Regions from separate parts of the Mus musculus genome. Here region 2 is linked to region 1. Evidence: chromatin contacts called from public promoter capture Hi-C data. All regions are on one chromosome and are shown on one strand. Each heading gives the region's core, a stretch centred on a gene start, on an enhancer-like site or on the middle of the called end of the contact. The rest is flanking DNA. Distances are from core to core; before and after follow the strand shown. Region 1 holds the start of Elavl3 (ELAV like RNA binding protein 3). Region 2 holds the start of Ecsit (ECSIT signalling integrator).

Region 1 (4,306 bases), core at 104-2,603:
TTTGCTACAAGGTCTATGTAGCCTAGGCTGGCCTGGAATTCACTACATAACTGACCCTGACTTTAAGATTCTGACCCTTTTGCCTCAGCACCCCCAGTGTTGTGATTCCAGGCTTGTTTATGTGGTGCTAGGGATCGGATCTGGGGTTTCATGGGCTAGTAACTGAACCAATCCTCAACCCATTTTTTTTTAATTTATTACTATTAGTGTGTGTGCATGTGCGTGTGTGTGTGTGTGTGTGTGTGTGTGTGTGTGTGTGTGTGTGTACCATGTAGAGTTGATTCTCTCTTTCTTTCTTTACATGGGTTCAGGGGATCACACTTCAGGTCGCTACCTAGCATGGTGGCAAATATCTTTCATTCCAACACCTGGGAGAGGCAGATGGATACCTGAGCTGGAGGCCACTCTGACCTATCAAGGACGTTCCAGGACAGTCAGTGCTACACCGAGGAACCCTGTCTCAAAAAACAAACAAACAAACATCAGATTTCCAGGCCTGTATGGCAAGAACCTTTTCTTGCTGAGCTATCTTTCCAGCTTCCTGCAGCCTTCTGTTTTGTTTTATTTTATTTTATTTATTTTTGAGAACCGGTCTTATGTAACCCAGGCTGGCTTTGAACTCTTGATCACTCTGACTATCTTCTAAAGTTAGCCTTACATCGTGCTCACCTTACTTTTGTTTTATGTTTGGTTGGTTGGTTGGTTTGGTTTGGGTTTTTTTGTTGTTGTTGTTGTTTGTTTGTTTAGATTTTCTTTTCTTTGTTCTTTAATTAAAAAAAAAAAAACCCAGGGTCTCCTAAGCAGCACGCAACAGCCTGAAGTTTGCTATGTAGCCCAGATCAGCATAAAGTGCTGTGTAGCCCATGCTAGACTCAAACTACCTTCCTGGCTCACCACACCTAGTATTCTAATATCACCAGAGGCCATGTGGAAACAAAAACTGTTCACTTCGGATCTAGCAGAACGGGTCTGGGTCTGAGTGTTTGCCCTTTCCCAGCCCTCCCAGACATCACCCATGCACCCCTGGTTGTGTTTGGGTCACCAAAGGCTGTTTTTTACCCCTTCAGAGTTAGATGCTGGACTGAAGAGGGGAACCCAATTTGTCGGCAAAGCTAAAGTAATACTCGAGAGTGGTGTCAAGACTAGAGTCAGAGTCCGCAGGCAAGAAAGAGCCAAGATCTGATGCCTCATCCTATTCTCTTTTGGCACGCAGAGTCTAGGCCCGCACTCGCTTCCACCTGCCGCGCCGTCGGGAGCCGGGAGGAGGCGGAGACCCACCGTCTCAGCCAATGAGCGACGCCGGCGCTGGCAGCTGCCTCTATAAAGGGCTGGGGGCGGCGGCAGTGCGACCCAGAGCGCGGAGCGCGCAGCGCGGGCCGGTGGGAGGGAGGGAGGGCGGGCGAGAGGAGAGGACCCATCACCCGGCACGGGACAGGCCGAACTGAGGGCCCGCCGCAGAAGGCAGAGCTGCCGAGATCTCAGTCACAGAAAGAGCGACTTCTTCAGGCCCGGCGGGGCCGCGCTCCGGGCACCCTCCACTGCGTGCCCGCTCCCTCCATCCACCTGCCGCTGGGGGTCTGGCCGTCGAAGCGCGCATCCCCAGGCTCGGGTCAGTTCCCGGCCTTCGAAGGCGCCGCCGCCTCCATCTCCTCCTCTGCAGCGGCCGCAGACGCAGACGCCCGGGCGGGACCCCGGCGTGAGCACCAGGCGCCCCCCTAGGAGTGCACGACCCCCGGAGCCGCCCTCGATACGGACCGCGCCCGCCGGGCACACAAGAATGGTCACTGTAGGTACTCCCTTGTCGCCGCGAGACGAACACGGGAGGGAGGGGCGGAGGCTGGCTCCACGGAAACGCGGGGAGTGGGGGGGTAGGACCAGGCCTAGCTAGGCCTAGGGGAGGGGGGGGGGTAGTACCGCGCCTCGGGCCTGAGAGTGGCCAGAGCTGCATCCGGAGTTTTGGGGAGTGGAGCCTGGTTCGAGAGGCTTTGGAAAGCCAGGCTGTGTACAGGGTGCCCTCAGCCACCCGGTGGTCCTTGTGGCTCCTCACTGGAAGGCTGTGGGGGAGGGGCCGCGGCGGCGGAGGATGCTTCCAGCATCCCAGGCCCAGACCCGCAGGCCGCCCAGGAGGACAAGGGCCACGATCTCCCACTGTTGGTCCGGGTAATGCCACTCGGCCTTCTCTGAGAGCTTTTTGGGGGGGAGGGGAGATGGAGAGGCGGGTGGCGTCGGATCGCGCTGCTCTAAGCCCGAGCCGCACCCGAAAGGCGGGCATCTTCGTCCTCGAACCCCGTCGACCTTGCGGCAAGCGGGGAGGGGAAGAGGAGGGGGCGCCCTGAGGCCTCGCGGCGGCCGCCGTGATCCCTTTGTTTCTCCGCCGGGCCGTAGCCTCGCGCGGGGCCTTGGGGCTGCGGGGGGGGGGGTAGTGCGGGAGGGGGGCTCCCCGTTCCCCGGCCGCTGCCTCCGGGTGAGGGCGTCCGGGGCTGCAGCAGTACTCCATAGGGCCTGCTGCACGCGCCCTCCCCGGTCAGGGCTCCGGGCCGCAGGGTGACCTTGAACGCGCCCGCAAATCGGGCCGCCTGGCCGGCGCACGGTTGCTTTCAGCAGCCTCGGAGCTGGTCAGCTCCCGAACTCACGGCCCCGCCCGACATGCCACGCCCTGTCGTGCCACGCCCATCCAGGCCCCGCCCCTAGGCCCCCTGGACCTGGCCTCAAGCGAGCCCTAGGACCTCCACCCCGCAGCCCGGGCGTGTCCCGGGGCGGGGCTGGCCAGTGCTCACCGCACCCTGGCTCCACCCCCGCCTCCCTGAGCGACTAGCTCCCCGCGCCGCCAAGCGTCCTTTGTCTGGTCCCCGCGCCCAGCCTACCTTTTCCGCTCTTTGGAGATCTCTTCCTGTGTGTCTCTGAACACCAAGTGTTGTTCCCGGCCTCCTTTTCGAGTCGTGGTGTGCACGGTGGGGGTCGGGAAGCTCAGTAGTCCATCTTGAGTCTCCTCTCTCCTGGGCCCTGGCACTAGGCCACCTGGCTTTAAGAAAGAACCACCTCCTCCCCATGCCTTCCCAAGGGCTCAGCTTGCTGTGTGACCTCAGGCTATTTTCTTACCATCTCTGGGCCTCAAGGTGCTCATCCAGGTCTGAGAACAGGAATGTAGCCTCCTGGAGACTCTCAGAAACCCTACAATATACCTCCAAGACTTCCCTCATCTGTTGTTCTGTTTGAAAAGAGAAGAGGGTGTGGTCAGAGGTTACAGCAGGGCCTGGAGACCCTTGGAGGCCTGGAATTACCACTGGTGGTGGTGGGGACACTCAAGAAGGGATGCCTTGAGGATAGACCAGGAGGAAGTGAGGGGATGCCGGATTCAGTGGGGCCCCTCGTAGATTAGAAGTAGAAGGAAAAGGGCTCAGAAATACAAGGTTCGGTCTGTACCACGTGGTGGCCCTGACTTGCTGTGCTTAGATAGCCACTCAAAGCCCTATTGTCACCAGTATCCAGGCATCTGTCACTGTGACTGGAGGCCAGAGGCCCAGCTGGAGGCCAAGGGGGTCTGAGGAGCAAGTAGCTTTAGGTGTGTTGCTGACAAATTCCTTCTTCAGCTGTGTGTGATTGGGAGTAAGGGCAGTTACAAAGAGGGAGTCTGGGGGTGGGGGAAAAGAGAAAGAGTGAGGGGGCTGTTTAAGCCTAGAGTGGGAAACAGGCCCACAGGAAGAGCGGAAGGGAGGGAGATAAGGTCCCCATCAGTCAACCTTGCCTCTCCTGTCCCCCCTCCTTTCTGTCCTGGACCAGGGCAGCCCGGGTGTGGCTTCTGCCAATCCCATCCCCATTATCGGCTTAGGCGGCTCAGTTGGTTCAGCTGTGAAATGAACACCCGGCCCTGCCCAGCTAAGCTGGTGCACGGCAAGGCGAGAGAAGTAGTGAAAGAAGCGCAGGCTGGGCAGTGAACCCCTCGGAACTAACACAGCCTGGTATCCCCCAGTTGTGGGCAGGATGGCTGCCAGGTAACTCCATAGACGCTGGGGTCGAGTCAGGTGTCATGCTGACTCAAGGCTGGCAATATGGCTCAGCAGGGGCTTGCGACCAACTGGACCAACTTGAGTTGCATCGCTGGAACACACAGATGGAAGGAAAGAACCAACACCCAAAGTTGTCCTTCCATCTCCACACGGGTGCAGGAGCACACACACGCGCGCACACACACACACAGGCCTGCGTAGGCTCCAGAGCAAACACTAAATTCCTCACTAAGAAATGGAACAAATGCTTTCCACTTTTCTATATAGCACTGAAAGTCTAAAAACATGTAGCTGGGTGT
Region 2 (4,398 bases), core at 843-3,342, 33 kb before region 1:
TACAGCTAGTATCCTAATAACCTAAAAATAGTTAATGTAGTGGCCAAGCACAGTGGCACAAGATGCTTATCTATGGCCAAGTCTAGAGCAGCACTTCCTGCAGCAGCACACACTACACTGCAGATCTCCATGAAATCAAGGCCTGTGGGAACACAGTCCAAGGATGGAGTTGTGTGAGAATTCTGGGTGCTCTTAAGAAAACCAGACATGACTCTTGTGACTTCAGTTTTTTCACAACACAGAACTGTTCTTGGATGTGCTTCTGTGCTACTCCCCCAGGGGGTAGTGAACAGCAGTACATTTGCTTCAGCTGTTGTTATTCATGTTACCTCTATGGGAAAACATGTTTTTGCCACGTGTGCCCTTACAATTGAACACCTTACCCATGCGATGCTTCTTAATGCCCAGAGTATAACTTGCCTGATGTGCTGTAGCATGAGACTTTAGTCAGCCTCATTTTGAGGCTCCACTCTCCCAGGTTTACACTGCCAACTAGAGCCATAAACAAAGGCTAGCTAGGTCTATATAAAGAGGTCCAGGTCAGCCAGGCCAAGCAGCACAGTAAGACCCTGTCTAGACGAAAGAAAAGGACTGGGGCTACACCTCAGTTGGTAGAGAACCTGCCTACAATGTAAGAGGCTCTGGACTGTATCCCTGGCACTACAGAGACAATGCATGGTGGTACAGGCTCGTAATCCCAGGACAAGAGAGGCAGGAAGATCAGATCAAAATCAAATTCAGCTACACACAAGCTCAAAGCTAGTCTGGGCTACACAAGACCTTGTTTTAAAAATAATTACTGCCGGGCGGTGATGGCACACGCCTTTAATCCCAGTACTTGGGAGGCAGAGGCAGGCGGATTTCTGAGTTCGAGGCCACCCTGGTCTACAAAGTGAGTTCCAGGACAGCCAGCAGGGCTATACAGAGAAACCCTGTCTCGAAAAAACAAACAAACAAAATAAATAAATAAATAAATAAATAAATAAAAATAATTACTTATGGGGTTGACAGGTCAGCTCTGTGGGTAAAGTGCTGCCAAGTCTGATGGCCCAAGTTCAATCCCTGGGACTCAAAGGATAGATTCTAGTAAATTATCACCACATGTGCCACCCAAAATACAACAATGTTTAAAAATGCACTTAAAACAATAAAAGCCTATATTCAATCATTTTATACATGTATAAAATCCCTCTCCTCTATACATGCGTACAATTCCCCGGCGATCCAGTCATCTAGACATGCACTCCATAGGCCTCGCAGCCCTCAGTGTGGGTGGGCTAAAGAGTCAATCTAGACTCCCTGTTGGGGAGGGAGAGAGGGGGGTCAGGAATGCATGTCCTTTTTCACAGTAGCCCTTGTTGTACTTATATGGCCATTTCACATAGATGAATTCAAACTTCAAACATTTTTATTAAAGGGCGTTAAAAGTGCTCGCAGCCAAGCCTGATGACCCAGGTTTCATCCCCAGTACCCACATGGAAAGAACATCCCCCAAGCTGCCCTCTGACTCCCACACGAACATGCTCACATAGACTTACACACATAACACACAGTAAAAATAAACACAGCTTGACATTCTGTTAAAGCTGTTGGCAGTGTTGCCCAGCTGAGGTTCCAGCTATTCGGGAGGCTGAACCCCGAGGATCTCTTGAATCCAGGGTTTTGAGAACAGGCTGAGCACCACTGCAAGACCCTGACTCAAACAACTCAACCAACCAAACTGAAAAAACCTCTTTAGTAAAAAAATGCATTCCGGGACTGGGGCTGCGGCTTAGTTGACAGCAGTAGAGTGCTTGCTTAGCACGCAAGCCGCCCTGGGCTCCGAACCGGATGTGGTGCTTCCAGTCCGTAACAATAATAATAATTTACCACACCGCGGAGAAAGTTGGACCGGACGGACGCCGGGGAACCCGCTCCAGCGCCTCCGTACTGGTATCCAAAGTCTCCAGGCTTCTGGAGCTCAGTGAGGGGCAGGGCCTGCTCCTGAGGAGAAACCAGCGTCTCCCCCCTTCCTATTGGTGGATCTCTTCCTGAGGGCGGGACCTATCGTCACAGGCTCTTCTGATTTGCTGTCACCTTCGACTCGTAACCGGAAGCTCCGTGGCTCAACATGACAGCGTCCAGCGGTCCCACAGAGCCGGCTCGGGTCTGCGGCTGGCCACGTGAGTAGGTGGGTCGCGCGTGGGAGGTTTATGGGACTGTCTGGGATTCGGGGCGTCCACTTCCAGGCCTGGTAGAGCCGGGGAGGATGACCTTCAACTCGGCCTCAGAGTCGGGACACTGTGACCTTTTGGGGTGCAGGCTTGGGAACGTGCCTGGAAAGGTTGCTGGGCACCTCTTGCTGCAGGCGGTCCGTTTCACAGATGGGACCGCGGACTTGGGCCACACATCTTGTCTGTGACGCAGGCATTGGAACCTTCCAATGAGACCTCTTAGAGACCCGGAATCGTGCCAGCCCACACGCATACACACACGCGACCTGGCTGTTCAGATTTCTCTCTGTTTTGTAGAAACTTGCTTAGTTCCACTCCGTTGGTCGGTGTTGGGCAGTTACCATGTACCATGCACTGGCCCAGCTAGTGGAGACACAACCAGATTTTAAACAGAAATCAGATGAGAAAAACAGATTTTAAAAAGTATTTCCTAATTGAGCAAACCACAAACATAACAGATAATTCAAAACAGTGATTGTTGCAAGCAATGTGTTTTTCCCTGCGACAAGATTCTTTATGTACCCCAAGTTGGCCTTGAATTCATCATGAACATCCTCCTGCTCCAGCCTTCTGAGTGCTGGATTACAGGCATATACCAAGACAGTAAGTAGTAGGCAGAGGGTAAAAGAATCGTGGTGGTACACGCCTTTAATCCCAGCACTCGGGAGGCAGAGGCAGGCGGATTTCTGAGTTCGAGGCCAGCCTGGTCTACAGAGTGAGTTCCAGGACAGCCAGAGAAACCCTGTCTCAAAAACCAAAAAAAAAAAAAAAAAAAAAAAAGTTCAAAGCCCGTGCCTGAGGTGCATCAGACCAAAACAGTGTGGCTGGAGTTATGAGAGAGAGGGGAGGTACAGCAGGTGGACTCCATCCGATGTGTATTTACTTTGAAGTTTTTATTTTAGCCATGGTATGGAGGTGGGGCACATGTGCACTGGTGCATGGTGGAGGTCAGAGGACAGCTCTGGAGTTTTATCCATACACCTTATGTTGGTTCCAGGGTTTAAACTCAGGTCATTAGGTTTGCTTTGTTTGTTCCAACAGCAAGTTCCTTTCTCAGCTAAATTTCCTCTCCCCACTCTTATTTATTTAAATTTTAGACAGGACCTTACTGTAGCTCAGACTGACATGGGACTTACTAATTATCACCAGCTGGTTTGATTCTGGAGGCCATCTTCCTGCCTATGTAGTCCTGGCTGGTCTGGAACTTGCTATGCCTATATAGATCGTCTCACCTCAAACTCAGAGGTCTGCCAGCCGGGGTCTCCCAAGTGCTGAGATTACAGGTATGTGCTATCCCACCCAGCAATCTTATGTGTTCATATGTGGGTACAGGGATGTATGTTAGTATGTGTTCACGTGTACAAAGGACAAATGTCAACCTTGGATGTTGTCCCTCAGGAGCTGTCCACCGTGTGCTCTGAGACAGATCTTTCAGTGGGACATGTAGCTCACTGACTAGGCTGGCTAGCAGCGAGCTCGGGGACCTGCCCTTTTTTGCTTCCTCCGACTGCTCAGATTGCAAGCCGCTTTGTATGTAGGGCTCAAGCCCTGGTCCTCATACTTTCAGGGCAAGCATTTTTACCAATGGAGCCACATTTCAAGCTCACCTAGCTCCTGTTGTTAAAAGCTTTCCTTTGCAATGGAAGGAAGTAACTGGGAGGGCAGAAGAGAGAGGGCAAAAACGTATGCAGGAGAGTAGACCACGGACTGCTGTGGTGACCTGCAAGAGGGATAGATTTGGAAGCCATCTTCAGAACTCGGATGGATTGAATAGGGACACAGTGAATGCTGGATGGTTCCTACGTTGTGGCTGGAGTAAGCACTGGTGCTACTGGCTACCTCCAGAGAAGCACTGTAAACAAAAGTGCTGTCAGTTGGTGTTCCCTGAATGGAGTTTGGGGTGGCTGCTTTGTACCAGAGTTGTGCTTCTGTAGGAGGCAAACGCATCAGGGAACCATGAGCATGAATACTCACGACACTGATACAAGTTGGAGCCACCTATGGGCATTACAATGCAGATTCTCATGCAGTTAGAGCCAATATTTTACAGGTCCTGGAACACAATTTGCAAAGCAAGGTTTTAGATTCTTTTCATCTAACTATACCAAGCAAGTACATACCATGAGCCACACCCTCAGCCTCTAACTGGGGCATTCTAGGCAGGGGCTCTACTACTGAGCCACAC

Evidence for each region. Capture Hi-C pulls out chosen DNA fragments and counts their contacts.
Region 2: a promoter capture Hi-C map of adipose tissue shows a contact between it and region 1. The contact joins the promoter of Ecsit here to the promoter of Elavl3 in region 1. A contact is called at or near these places in 1 of 39 promoter capture datasets (macrophages), 8 of 484 Hi-C or Micro-C datasets (CD4 T cells, LSK cells, cerebral cortex and 5 more), 6 of 115 datasets of contacts at active chromatin or transcription factors (the SCID.adh cell line, embryonic fibroblasts, embryonic stem cells and 1 more) and 3 of 9 other capture datasets (adipose tissue, liver and pancreatic islet).

What each region holds. Positions count from the first base shown.
Region 1 is chr9:22,049,070-22,053,375 of GRCm38.p6, reverse strand. Elavl3 (ELAV like RNA binding protein 3) reads left to right here and starts at 1,353. Exons shown (of 7, transcript NM_010487.2): 1 at 1,353-1,786. The coding sequence starts at 1,778.
Region 2 is chr9:22,083,121-22,087,518 of GRCm38.p6, reverse strand. It overlaps Ecsit (ECSIT signalling integrator), which reads left to right and starts at 2,092. Exons shown (of 9, transcript NM_001253897.1): 1 at 2,092-2,162; 2 at 3,311-3,496. Gm16845 (predicted gene, 16845) reads right to left here. Exons shown (of 3, transcript NR_040407.1): 3 at 1,388-2,576.